Linked DNA regions of Mus musculus: region 1 is linked to region 2. A link is a contact called in public promoter capture Hi-C data. All regions are on one chromosome and are shown on one strand. The core of a region is the stretch at or near the end of the contact, and the rest is flanking DNA. Distances in the headings are between cores, read along the strand shown.

Evidence for each region. Promoter capture Hi-C pulls out the DNA fragments that hold promoters and counts their contacts.
Region 1: a promoter capture Hi-C map of neutrophils shows a contact between it and region 2, with 2.7 times the contacts expected there. The contact joins the enhancer-like site here to the promoter of AV064505 in region 2. A contact is called at or near these places in 23 of 39 promoter capture datasets (the 3T3-L1 cell line, 3T3-L1-derived adipocytes, the C10 cell line and 15 more), 3 of 15 datasets of contacts at CTCF or cohesin (the NIH/3T3 cell line, large pre-B cells and stem cell-derived epiblast-like cells), 12 of 484 Hi-C or Micro-C datasets (the AML12 cell line, the CH12 cell line, the HPC-7 cell line and 8 more), 1 of 115 datasets of contacts at active chromatin or transcription factors (embryonic basal ganglia) and 5 of 9 other capture datasets (adipose tissue, embryonic stem cells, liver and 2 more).

What each region holds. Positions count from the first base shown.
Region 1 is chr9:7,897,076-7,904,158 of GRCm38.p6, reverse strand. No RefSeq gene overlaps it. Among named protein-coding and RNA genes, the nearest start is that of Birc3, 27 kb to the right of the region's middle. Within about 2 kb of position 2,233, at least 49 of the 459 cell types and tissues checked have an H3K27ac peak or open chromatin away from gene starts, as enhancers often do. A contact at or near this core is called in embryonic limb bud, where this site is marked.
Region 2 is chr9:7,693,691-7,701,065 of GRCm38.p6, reverse strand. AV064505 (expressed sequence AV064505) reads left to right here and starts at 5,435. Exons shown (of 4, transcript NR_126562.1): 1 at 5,435-5,572. It overlaps Mmp7 (matrix metallopeptidase 7), which reads right to left. Exons shown (of 6, transcript NM_010810.5): 2 at 5,684-5,910; 3 at 5,450-5,598; 4 at 4,891-5,019; 5 at 3,317-3,478; 6 at 1,481-1,728. The coding sequence ends at 1,709.

The sequences.
Region 1 (7,083 bases), core at 984-3,483, 210 kb before region 2:
GGGTGGGGTGGGGGGTACTTGTCTCTCGGCTTCCTAAGCACTTTCATCATAGCTGAGAGTGCTGACTAATCCATGGGATTTTCATTATGAGAAACTCGAACCCTGTCCTGTCTGGTGACCCAGGCCTGTTACCTTAGCATTTGGGAGGTAGAAGCCGGAAGGACAGAGGTTCAGGATAATCCCCAGGTACATAGTGAATTGAAAGCCAGCCTGGATATGTGAAATCCTGTCTTAAAATATTATCAACAGCAACCACAGTTCCCTCTCTATTCTCTGGAGCTCACTCTAGAGTCTAGACAGAAACAGAAATCGGTAATTACAGAGAACTGTGAGGGACCCTTCTGTAGGCATGTTTAGGAGTTTGTGGTCCCAAGGACAAAAGAGTAGCTAAGCTGACTTAAGTAGGAGACCTGGAAGTAATAAATGGGGAGGGGGTATTTGAGTTGACTCATGAGAGACAACAGGAACCTCGTGGAATGTTCTAAGGGAGAGAGGCATTGCAGGTAGAAAGCAAAACCTCAGTGGCAGGGGCTGGAGCATTAAAAATGCAGAGGCTCCAGGGTGAGGTGTGAGTGATACAGCTGCAGACAGTGTGTCCAGCAGAGAAGCCCAATGAGCAGCTTAAGGAAGGCTGTGTCTGGGTTCATGGTTTGACCACACAGGCTGCCACTGCCAGGAAGGCAGTGTTGGAAGGGCCTCTTAGCTGTGGCAGCAAGGAGATAAGGCCACTTGCTCACATCTGGGTACATCAAGATCAAGCAGGAAGCAGGACCAAGCTATAAACATCAAAGTCAGGAGCCCAGAGATCCACTGCATTCCACATGGCCCTGACTCCAGAAGGATCCAGAGCCACGCAAAATATACCATCCCATGGAGATGATGGACAGGACGTGGGTGGATGCTTTGACCCTCAGCCACATCACTAGGTATGAAATGTCTACTTCATGTTGTACAAAGATCCAGGCATGGTGATGCCTGCCCGTAATTCTCATCCTTCAGAGATGGAGGCAGGGGAATTATCAAGACAGGAAATTTAGGGCCAGCCTACCTCTGAGAAGACTCTCAAACAAAACAAAATGATTTCTCTGTTATTCATATCACCCATGGCATCCACGATAAACATGAAACAGGTCTTTTGTTTTATATTTTAAATAATTTGCTAATTATCTATTTTTTTGTGGTGCTGAGGTAATCAAGCTCTGGGCCTTGTGTATGATAGGCAAGTGCTGTCCCACTGACCAACAGCCCAAGCCCTTAAGGGATATTTAAAATAGTTCTTGCCTTCTCCAATTGAGAAAATCTGGGAAATATCAAATAAGCCTGAAAGCTAAGTCTGTTAAAAAAAAAAAAAAGCTACAGGGCAACTTGCTACATCTTTGTACATCTTCTGGCGTTATTTTAATACAGAAACAAATGGAAATACACAAGAAAATGTACTAACACTGCCCGAATAGATAGAGTCCTACACGGTGAAGCTTAAGGTGCTGCCCCGGCGAGATTCCTTAGCTCATTTCGAGCCCCCTGGCAGCACTGCAATGAATCCTCCTAGATGACTTTTGGGAGGACAAATTGGATTTTTCCCTCTCAAACAATGAGTGGTTTCTTTTAAAGTAGGTGAAAGGTAAATGAGAGCGGAAGGGGGAGCCCAGGGTTTCACAGATGGAAGCTTTACAGTTTGCCAAGTACTTAACAGAGGGCTATGCTAACTTCAAAGGCTTGGGAAGTATAATGTAATGTGAGAAGCACCGACCCCAGAGGTCAGGCCTCTGGGCCAGCTCTCACTGCCCTTCCTACCACAGAGAGCACCACATACAGGTTCAAATCACGGTTTCCCTGAAGGGCAGTGAACGAAATGCAAGGAGAGCAAGTCCGGGATACCCCCTGGTTTTAAAGGACTTAGTTAATTTTATTTTTTGTGTGTGAATGTTTTCCTTTGTGTATTGGTGCATATCACATGAGTCACCGTGTGGGTGCTGGGAACTGAACCTAAGATTTCTACAAGAGCAGCTGGTGCTCTAACCACTGAGCAATCACTGGGCAATTGGTTGCATGTGCTGAGTGACATTTTGTAAGGGAGATTCTATTTACTCTGAACATAAAGAACACTTCCTGTCTCGGAAAAAACAAACAAACAAACAAACAAACAAACAAACCTCGCATTGTCCTTGGGTAAGAATTTTACACTTGGGTTGGAGAAATGGCTCAGCAGTTAAGAGCGCTGACTGCTCTTCTAGAGGGTCAGGTTCAATACCCAGCAATCACATGCTAGCTCACATGTCTGTAGCTCCAGTTTCAGGGCTCTGACACCCTCAGACACACATGCATGCAAAACACCAATGAACAGTTTTAAAAAGAAAGAAAGAAACATTTTACACTGAATCCCCTGTTTTGATGACAATTCTGTTTCTTGGTGAGCCTGAGAGTTTGTGATCTAGAGCGAGGGTGACACTTGCCGGCCAGTGGTGGCACAGGCCTCTAATCCCAGAACTTGGGAGGCAGAGACAGGCAGATTTCTAAGTTCGAGGCCAGCCTGGTCCAGCCAGGGCTACACAGAGAAACCCTGTCTGGAAAAACAAAACAAAACAAACAAACAAACAAACAAACAAAACGATGATGCTCTGATATGAGAAGAGATTTCTGTAGACTTGCTAGTTCTGAGTCAAGCACTTCGGCCTTTCTGCCTTCCATAGTGGGGCTTAAGCCAACACACACTGCCACGCACTTGTAAGGCCAGCACTCAGGAGGCTGAGGCAGGAGGGTAGAATTCCAGGCCATCTCGAGCTAAATCAGGAGCCTTTTTGTAAAAAACAACAATAAAAACCCAAGCTAATGGGAAGCTGGACGAACTCAGTTCAAACCTTCCCTCTGAGGATCCCTGTAGTTGCTGCTTTTTCGCCATAGACCTCAGGCATGGGTGTTTCCAAGGTACACCTTGTTTTATTTCACTCTTCTTAGAGAACGCTGTTTGTCTCAACCTGCCCGAATCTGGGGTAGAGGACAGGTTTGGCTGGAGTTTCTGGCTGAGAGCTCTGAATTCCAACACAGGCAAGCTGAGGCCTTTCCACCTGGGGACAGGAGCCTGTTTTTTCCTCTTACAAGAAGGAGGTGACGCTGGACGTGGTGGCGCATGCCTTTAATCCCAGCACTTGGGATGCAGAGACAGGCGGATTTCTGAGTTCAAGGACAGCCTGGTCTACAGAGTGAGTTCCAGGACAGCCAGGGCTATACAGAGAAACCCTGTCTCGAAAAACAAAAACAAAACAACAACAACAACAACAACAAAAAAAAACAAACAAAAAAAAAAGAAGGAGGTGAGGAGGTGACTTCCTGTGGGGAGGGGGTCGGGTGGGGGAAGGGTGTCTTTCTGGAAAGAAATGCTTTAGCCATCTGCTGCTTCCTGCATCTCAGATAAAACTTCATTTTAAAAAGATTAATTTTTCTTTTTTGAAACAGGGTCTTACTAGATAGCCCTGGTTGTACTTAAACTCACAATAAGCCTCCTGCCTGCAGCCGGGATTACAGGCCCAAAGCTTCATTCTTTTTTGTTCAAATGCAAATCAACACCATATAGCAGTAAAGGGCTCCCTGCTCCCTATCATTTCTATCATAGCTAGAACAAGGCTCTATTTATTTTGAACATAAGGAACTCTAACGTCTGGAGGTCTGGAGGTCTTGGTGGGAGACTGGAAAGAAAAGGTTGCTTTCAAAAGAGTAAAAGTGGGATAAATGAAGCCAGCCTGGCTTATACATCAGGACCCTGTTAAAAACAAAACAAAACAAAACAAAACAAAACAAAACAAACAGGAAAAAAACCAAAATAAAAAACAAAACCTCAACAAAAAAGAACAAAACAGCAAACCAAACCACAACTACCATCAGCATAACAAAACCCCAAATCACAAACCAAACACAAACACAGCCAGATATGGTGGTTCATGCTTGCAGTATAGCACTTGAGAGGCTGAGGCAGGAGGACTACATGTATTTGAGTTTCTTGATTTCGTAACAAGACCCTATTTCAAAACCTCAAAAGCTTAAAATGTAGTTCAGTAGTGATCGGTTTGCCTAGCATATGCAAGGCCCTGGGTTTGATCCCTGGCATTTCAAAAATGTACTTTAAAAAAGGTAGTGAGGCCGGGCGTGGTGGTACACGCCTTTAATCCCAGCACTCGGGAGGCAGAGGCAGGCGGATTTTTGAGTTCCATGCCAGCCTGGTCTACAGAGTGAGTTCCAGGACAGCCAGGGCTATACAGAGAAACCCTGTCTCTAAAAAACAAAATCAAAACCAAAAACCAACCAAACAAACAAACAAACAAAGGTAGTAAGGCTGGAGAGATGGCTCGGCGGTTTAGAGCACTGACTGCTCTTCCATAAAGGTCCTGAGTTCAAATCCCAGCAACCACATGGTGGCTCACAACCATCTGTAATGAGATCTGATGCCTCTTCTGGTGTTTCTGAAGACAGCTACAGTGTACTTATATTAACTAGGCATTGCGTGCCATTTAACTCCTCCTTCCCTTACGTTCCAAGTTTTGTTTTTTAGGGTCTCACTGTGTAGTTGTTGTTACCTAGAACTTGTAGCAGTCCTCCCTCTACCTCTTGAATACTGAGACAACAGGTGTATGCACCACCCCAGGAGAATATCTCTTCATTGACAGGGCTACATCATGTAGCAGTCATTTCTGAGTGCTTTCTCAACAAACAACTGTTAATCTTTAAATTAATATGAAAATCAACCTTAGAGACATATATGCTTGAGTTTTCCTGATGGTTTTGTTCTCCAGAAAGACATGCCTGTCTGTACATGCAAGCGCCCATGGAGGCCAGAAGAGGCTGTTGGATCCCCTGTTTGGTGCTAGGAACTCAACTGGGGTCATTTGCAAGAGCAGCCAGTGGTTTTCTTTTTTTTTTTTTTTTTTTCTTTTTCTTTCTTTCTTTTTTTTTTTTTTTTTTTTTTTTTTTTTGGTTTTTTAAGACAGGGTTTCTCTGTATAGCCCTGGCTGTCCTGGAACTCACTTTGTAGACCAGGCTGGCCTCAAACTCAGAAATCCACCTGCCTCTGCCTCCCAAGTGCTAGGATTAAAGGCGTGCACCACCACCGCCCAGCCACAGCCAGTGTGCTTGAACACCGAGCCATTTCTCCAACCTTCTTCCCCTACTCCATTTTTCTACCAAAAAGGAATTGCAAAGGAATGTGGGGAGAGGGTAGAATAGCAAACACAATTTGTGCTTCTCTAAAATGTTCTAGATGGCTGAAGGCCTGGAGTTGCTCTGAAAAGCTGCCATTCTGTAGGCAGGACCTCAGAGGACATCTGCCTCAGTGGAGACCAAGGCAGTGCAAACAGGCTTTCTCCAGGTCCTGTATCTGCCTTACTGAGGTCCAGAAAGAGAGTACCTACACTATGTCTGGAGATTGTCCTGATGACACAAGTTCTAATCTACATTATCTGAGAGGTTCAATGCCTACCGGAGCACATTGCCTTTCCTTCCTTGTGCACCAGTGGTGTGTGACCTTCACCCTCTGAGAACTTAAAGCCCCATTTCTTCCTAGGCAGTATATTAACTTCAGGTACCTAGCCCTTGCCTATGAGTTTGATATTTTCTATGTCTTCCATGCCATGTACGCTAATAAATCTCTTTATCTTTTATCCTGCAAGTCTACTGCTGATTTATTTGAGTAGATTTAGGTTTTGTTTTGGGTGGGTGGGGATGAGGCAGGGTAGGGAGAATAGTGTAGCAGGGCTTCAGTCCAGGCTCTGTGCATCAATATGCAGGCACACTCACAAAGCATACACGTTGTCACGGGGTGATGGCATAGGCAATTATTGAACGTTCAGAAGGAAAGATTTTGAACTTTTGGTCTATTTTTGTTTTTGTAAAAAAACAAAACAAAACAAAACAAAAAAACCAAAAACTCTAAAATATCTCCAGAGGTTTATTTTATTTTTCCTTGTATTCAATGGCAAAAAGCCCATGAGCATTAAACAGAAGCTTGGAGGAGGGTGTTGGGGTGGCACAGATAACCATGCTTGGAGGGGCCTACAAGCTGTCTTTCTTCAGAACTGCTTAGTGAATATGGAACTAGTTTGGTTCGTGCTTTTAATGGTCACAGTTGGAGGCTGCGGTAGGATGGTTAGGCAGGTTCTAGGCTATCCTGGGGTGCACAATGAGATCCTTTCTCAGTGAGCAAACAAGCAAGCAAGAGCAAACCATGGGTCAGTATGTTATGTCTTTCAAATGTGATGCACTTGAACTAGGCCAGTTGTTGAAGGGTGGAATCACTGTGAGACGTTTGCTATGTCCCTGTGGGGTGGAAATCTCACTGTCTGTGGTTTGTTGTTTGCTATAAAACAGGACCAGACACAGGCTGTACAGGTATAAAGGATGGGTGGATGGGTAAAGTTCATCGCCACTAGATGGCAGTGCTCACTTGGGCCTGTGCATCCGGATCCACTCTTGTTTTGGTAGCCCAACCCAAACTCCTTAAACACTGTGAGAGACTAGATGTAGCTGAGTTGGTAGAGTGCACACCTAACTTCTGAAAAGCAGTGGGTCAGAGCCCTAACCCTGTATAATCAGGTATGGTCATACACAATTCTTTTATGGTTGTTTGTTTCTTTTTTCTTTTCTTTTTATTTATTTATTTTTAATTTTTTTTAGATATTTTCTTTTTTCTTTTTTTTATTTTTTAAATCACTACATATTTTTTATTGGATATTTTCTTTATTTACATTTCAAATGTTATCCCCTTTTCTGGTTTCCCCTCTGAAAAACACTCTCCCCTTCCCACCCTTCCCCTGCTCACCAACCCACCCACTCTTGATTTCTGGCCCTGGCATTCCCCATCATTGGGGCATACAGTCTTCATAGGACAAAGGGCCTCTCCTCCCATTGATGGCTGACTAGGCCATCCTCTGCTGCATATGCAGCTGGAGCCATGAGTCTCACCATGTGTGCTCTTTGGTTGGTTGTTTAGTCCCTGGGAGCTTTGTGGGTACTGGCTACTTCATATTGTTGTTCTTCCTATGGGGCTGCAAACCCCTTCATCTCCTTGGATACTTACTCTAGCTCCTTCATTGGGGA
Region 2 (7,375 bases), core at 4,186-6,685:
ACTATGTTCATAGCAGCCTTATTTATAATAGCCAGAAGCTGTAAAGAACCCCAATGCCACTCAACAGAGGAATGGATACAGAAAATGTGGTACATTTACACAATGGAGTACTACTCAGCTATTAAAAAGAATGAATTTATGAAATTCCTAGGCAAATGGATGGACCTGGAGGGCATCATCCTGAGTGAGGTAACCCAATCACAAAAGAATTCACATGATATGCACTCACTGATAAGTGGATATTAGCCCAGAAACTTAGAATACCCAATATATAAGATACAATTTGCATAACACATGAAACTCAAGAAGAATGAAGACCAAAATGTGGACACTTTGCTCCTTCTTAGAATTGGGAACAAAACACCCATGGAAAGAGTTACAGAGACAAAGTTTGGAGCTGTGACGAAAGGATGGAACATCTAGAGACTGCCGCACCCGTGGATCCATCCCATAATCAGCCTCCAAACGCTGATACCATTGCATACACTAGCAAGATTTTGCTGAAAGGACCCTGATATAGCTGTCTCTTGTGAGGCTATGCTGGGGCCTAACAAACACAGAAGTGGATGCTCACAGTCAGCTATTGAATGGATCACAGGGCCCCCAATGGAGGAGCTAGAGAAAGTAACCAAGGAGCTAAAGGGATCTGCAACCCTATAGGTGGAACAACAATATGAACTAACCAGTACCCCTGGAGCTCATGTCTCTAGCTGCATATGTATCAAAAGATGGCCTAGTTGGCCATCAGTGAAAAGAGAGGCCCATTGGTCTTGCAAACTTTATATGCCTCAATATAGGGGAACTCCAGGGCCAAGAAGAGGGAATGGGTGTGTAGGGGAGTGGGGGCGGGGAGGGCATGGGAGACTTTCGGGATAGCATTGGAAATGTAAATGAAGAAAATACCTAATTAAAATAAATAAATAAATAAATACGGGGCTGGTGAGATGGCTCAGTTGGTAAGAGCACCCGACTGCTCTTCCGAAGGTCTGAAGTTCAAATCCCAGCAACCACATGGTGGCTCACAACCATCTGTAACAAGATCTGACGCCCTCTTCTGGAGTGTCTGAAGACAGCTACAGTGTACTTAAATATAATTAATAAATAAATCTTTAAAATAAATAAATAAATAAATAAATAAAGTTGGAAAAAGCCAAAAAAAAAAAAAAAAAAAAGGCAGGAACTTATAGCTGGTGCTAACCATGTCCCCAGGATCACAGGCATTCTGTGAGAAGAACTTGTTTTCTAGTAGACTCAGAGAGAGGGGTTTTGGGTCAAAAGGAAAAGGAAGTGGTCATAATTGAGGCTATACTATTGACTAACAAAGAGGTGGCATGCCTACCTGCTCCATTTGGTGAAGATGTACCAGAAGAACCTCAAATAATGTCTAAATTAGTTTTTGACTTCATCTTTGATACATTGTGTAGCATATCTTCCTGGTCACTGAAAAAATCTTCTCACCACACAATTCTAACAACAGGGTTATTTGTGCACATGACATTTATTGTTGATGTCTCGCAACTTCATGTTACCTGAGATTAGTCAGAATCATTCCGTCAAGATGACCCTCAGAGGGATGTGCAAAACCCATCCACAGCACAAGGAAGAGGGAAACAGGTGCAGCTCAGGAAGGGCGTTTGTTCATGCCAGCTGAGGGATGCAATGGAGGACCCAGTGAGTGCAGACCGTTTCTGTGATCTGTCTGCATCTATCACAGCGTGTTCCTCTTTCCTGATAAGGAAGAAAAGAAGAACATTAAGGTGTATCATAAATCATACAAGAAATGTTCTCCATCTATACAAACACAGCCAATGTACCAGGTTCAATTCCTAGCATCAACCAAAAGAAAACCAACCCAAAACACCAAAACTCAGAACCCATCTGGATTAGCTAGATGTGGTATGTTGGGGCATATGCTTTTGATACCAGCAGCAGGAAAACAGCAAAGGACATCAGTGCACATTTAAGGCTAGCCTGGTCTACATAAAAAGCTCAGGACAGTCTTGTCTACAGAGAAAGCTCAGGACAGCAAGAATTACACAGACAGAACTTGCCTCAGAAACAATTATAATTTAGGACAAATTGCCTGAATATGTGTTCAGCACTCATATAAATCTAAAGTACAGCAAGCAGTACTGGTAATGCTGCACCGCTGCAATAGCCCCTTTGCAAACTGTTCTGGGAACACGCTGTAGGAACTGCTGATTCAGAGTGAATTCTGGGTTCCACAGATTTCCATTTATTTTCCTGTAGAAATAATTTTCCTGAGTACAGGTCTCTCTTTTGATCATTTGAAGACTATTATCTTTTGACACTGATCCTTGTTTTTATTTATGTGTGAAGTAGGTTTTTGGACAAGTTTGGTGAGTATGTAATTCTGGATTCTCAAGTCCATGCTGCTTTGAAATGGTGGAGATTCAGAAAGACGTAACAATTCTGCCCTGGCTTGGCACCATTGCTCCCTGGAAGTCACATAGCTCTGGGCTTTCTTTTCCTCATCTTTATCCAGGGACATGGGTTTTTATCATGCCTTTTCTTCTGTTCCCAAAATACTATTTCTAATGAGTTTTATCAAGCAAATACTGACACTTGCTGTTTGAAAACACTGATTTTGGAATTTGACGAAAACAAAAGGGAGACTGGGACACAACATTGGGAGGTTTCATGGGCAGTGGTTACTATGACAGTTGTGGCTGTCTGTGGGGCCCACTTCACTGCGTGTTTATAAAAACAGGGAAACTGGGCCACTTTTGACAATGTAGGGCAACTCCTTGGCAGTGGGCAGCTAAGAATAATGTCTGGGGTGGGGTTCTCTTAGTGGGTCTGGGTTGAGCAAAGAAGGATGATAACATCTCCATGTCAATGTGGACTCCTGAAGCTTACAGTATGAAATGTCAGCTGGTGAGATGGCCCAGTGAACAACGGCTTATTTGCCTGCCCGATGATCCACATGCAATCCCTGGGCATCATGCAACATGCAATCCCTGGGCGTCATGCAACAGACATAACTGACATGTGCCAATTGTCCTCTGATCCTACATATGTGTAGTACTTTGTTAGCTTACACACTCATGCATGCATACACACGAGTGTGTAGAAATCAATTAAAAATAAAATGAGTATCTCTTCATATGCTTAATATAAACATCCTCCAGGAGTGTGAGGCTGCCACTTCACCTCAGGATCTCACACAGGCGAATCTTGCATTCTGCTGTCCTAGTGCATAGGTTTTCAGTCCCCCTGTGGTTTTCCAGGCAAGTCCCTATTTTCTGGCATCTTTCAAGCCCGACAGTCTCTTTTTGAAAGCCATGATTATTACCATATAACTTCTGAATGCCTGCAATGTCGTCCTTTGTAAGACTGAAGTCTTCTGAGTAGTCTCTTTGATAGGTAGGGTACATCACAGTACCGGGAACAGAAGAGTGACTCAGACCCAGAGAGTGGCCAAATTCATGGGTGGCAGCAAACAGGAAGTTCACTCCTACAGACAGGGAAATGCATATGGTAAATATTAAAATAACTATATAAATGCCTGTAATAAATCTATCACATTATAATGCAAAAGACTACCTAGTCCCCAGGTTTCCTCAGTTATTGGTTACTTCCTTCAAAGGGAGGAGGCTGAAAGGAGAGTGCATTGTTTGCTTTTCCGTGGTGGGGACAAACGCCATGTCCTAAGCAACTGAAGGAAGAGTTTATTTTGGCTTATGTTGTCGGAGGGATGGAATCCATAATGTCAAAGAAGTTATGGCAACAGCTGGTGGCAGGAAAGCAATCTGTAGATCAATTTCATATATACACAAGGGGAGAGACTCAGAGAGTGGGGGAGGGAGGGGGAGGTACAGGGGGAGGGAGAGGAAGGAAGGGAGGGAGAGAGGAAGAGAGAGCGAGGGAGCATAAGGTAGGGTGCTATAACCCATCAAAGCCTGCCCTCCCCCAGCAAGATGTCACCTTCTAAAGGCTCCATAACCTTCCTAAACTGTGCCACCAACTGGGAACCAAGTGTGCAATTGCAGGCATTCATGGGGACATGTCACATTCAAATTAAAATAGAAATAAAAAGAACTTTGGTCCTTCAGTGAGTAACCTAAGGTTAAGAACATATACCCTAAACCAACCTCCCAGATAAGGAGCCAAAGGAGAACAGAAAAAGTGTCTACAGTAGTTCTTTATGAAACCAGAATTCAGGGAAAGAATTATATGCTTTTCTGGAAGGCGAAGTGGGGTGTTGAGGAGGTGGTGTTGGGGAGGGGTGGGGAGGGTGGGGGAGGGGACAGAATGCACTGGGGACTGACCCAGTTACTTCAAATCTCTGTGTTGAAGCTTCTGTGGAGAAGTTCTGACCAGAGCATTTTTGGGAGCCTTGGGTGTGAGAACTATGTCCATCTCCTTGGGTTACCAAGGAAGACATAATTAAATTCACTGCATATGGTTAGTGTTGGCTTTAATTTTGTAGTCAGTTAGAAGCTGTTCTTTGTGGCCTCAAGTTCTGAGATAGTTAATGAGTTTAACTTTGATCTTTATGTTAGCTTTGGGCTAGGTAGGGGCAGCTAACTGCTTTGACTGCTCTTCTGGTTCATATCCTATCTTATCTTATCTCATCCCATTCCATCTCTCACCCCATCTTATCTTATCTTATTTATTTATTTTTATTTAATCTGTGCCTATATGTATACTTGTGCCACAGTACAAATATGGAGGTCAGAGGACAACCTGTGACAGTCAGTTCTTTCCTATCAAGTAGGTCTCTACATATACCACACACAAATTAAAAAAAGAAAATATTAAATGAGATAAAACATTTAACACATCTAGTATATTACTTGACATTTAAGGGGCCTCTAATGATTATAATTAAAGCAATGATCATAGAAGAGACATAGGATACTGTACCTGCGTCCTCACCATCAGTCCAGTACTCATCCTTGTCAAAGTGAGCATCTCCGCCTAGGCCTGGCCCAGGTGCGAAGGCATGACCTAGAGTGTTCCCTGGCCCATCAAAGGGGAAGCTGTCTCCATGATCTGCAAAAGCACACAGTAATTACTATCAGTGTCTAGGTTTTTCTTGGCCTTCTACTCTCTCCATAATCATGTGATTATGAATATTGGAGAAAGAAGCCAGTTCAATTGGTTGACCCTCTTGGTACCAATAGTCAGTTTAACACAGAGAATGAGCTGGCTGTGGATCTGGTCCAGGCATCTGGCTTTTATTAGATCCTCTGATTATCATTGTCGACCATTGTATACTGAAGGATCTTAAAACCGTATGTGTGTGTGTGTGTGCGTGTGCATGTGTGTGATACTGAAAATAGAAATCAAACCCTCTCCCATAAGTTAAACATATGTTTCACCAATAAAAGCTGACTTGAGTGCTCATGAAAGGACTTAAATTTTGAAAGGAGAACACTAATATAAACAGCACACAGGATTAGCCTGAAGGAGCCATTCTTACCTCTCCTTGCGAAGCCAATTATGATATCCGCAGTCCCCCAACTAACCCTCTTGAAGTTCAGTGGGATCTGCATACTCCACATTCTGAGAGCTTTTTTCACGATTTGATCCACTACGATCCGAGGTAAGTCTGAAGTATAGGATACAATTCTGAAGGCACACAAGAATTCAGTGTTTGCGTTCTCAGGAAAAGGGTTTTGTTGCCTCCACCAGAATGAGCTAAAATGAGCCTCACCTGTAGGTGACAATTCTGGAATGCCATTTTGGACTGTTTGGCATTAGTGAGTATTCTGCAACATCTGGCACTCCACACCTAGGTTTCTGCATTATTTCCATGATGTAGGGGGAGAGTTTTCCAGTCATGGGCAGGCCAAAGAACTTCTGCATTTCCTTGAGGTTGTCCACTAGACTATTGACCTTCTTTGTTTTAGAGTCATGAGGGTAAAATTTTCTAAGATAATTCTGGTAGACAGAGAACAAAAAAATCTTTTATTTGAAAATCTGCATCCCTTATACATGACGTTGTTATGGATTTAGATAGTAATTTGAAGACAGAATTGTTATGCAATTATGGAATAAAGCAAGTATTACTGGTGAGGGGAGATGGAATATTATGCTATTGCATAAGACGGAGAGAAAAATGTCATAGCATACTGTATTCTCCGTGCATACCTGGAGGATAAACACACTACCCACTTTCTAAAGCTTGCTCTTATTTTTAGAGTAGTTAGAAGTGTCAGTGTGTCTTCAGCAAGCACAAGAAAGGTTGGGGAAATGTCTTAGTCAGAGAAGAGCTTACCTCAAAAATCTGAGTTTGATTCCCAGAACCTATGTTAAAAATTGGGTGCTTCTGTAACTCCAATGCCAGGGAGGGAGAGACAGGAGGATCAATAAAGATGCCCAGTATCAAACTATGGCCTACACACAGACACACACATACAAACACACACACACTCACACATACACACACATACATGCACAAGCATGGACATACTTACAATATACAATATATATATATATACACACACACATGCATACACTATACATACATGTACACACATACACATGCACATACTCATACATGAACACACTTGCATACTCACACATATATACACATACACACAAACACATTCATACACATACTCACACACAGACTCACATATACATACAAACATAAACACATGTACACATATAAACACACATACATACACATATACATACATATACACAAACATGCATACAGCCACATATACACAAAACCACACATACATACACACTTATACACACATACATACAGAGAGACAGACAGACACACACACACACACACACACACACACACATAGAGAGAGAGAGAGAGAGAGAGAGTTTGTTAGACATAGTTAGACCCTATGGGGCGATGTGAGGTTCACTAGCCATACGAGAGCTGCTGCCATCTGGTTATTATTAATTCCATATGGAGAAGAAGTCAGGTGATTGTTAGTTTAAGTAGTCTGACTTAACAGTCCAGGAAGAGACCACATATCATACCATCCACAGGCTTCTTTGTTCAGGTTCACACACTGAGTCCGCAGCAGACCTGGTCTGGAGATACCTTATCTGTAGTCCCTTTTTCCTTTTTCCTCTTTCTCCCCATAGCCCATTTAGGAGGTGTCAGAATAAAACAGAACCCCAGATCTCCCCAAGCATAACTGGATCCCCAAGTATCCTGGGGTCTGGTAATGGGATGGGAGATCTTCAACCAGAATATGAAGAGGCAAGACAATTGACAACAGCAATTCACGCAGGCATTAAAGACCCTTCCTAGGGGCAGGCACACATTTACTGTCTCTGCCTCCCAAGTGCTGGGATTAAAGGTACACAACCATTGCCCAGCAACACATCTGCTTTATATGAAGACACACAGCTTAGAGAGGTGAAGCTGCAGAAA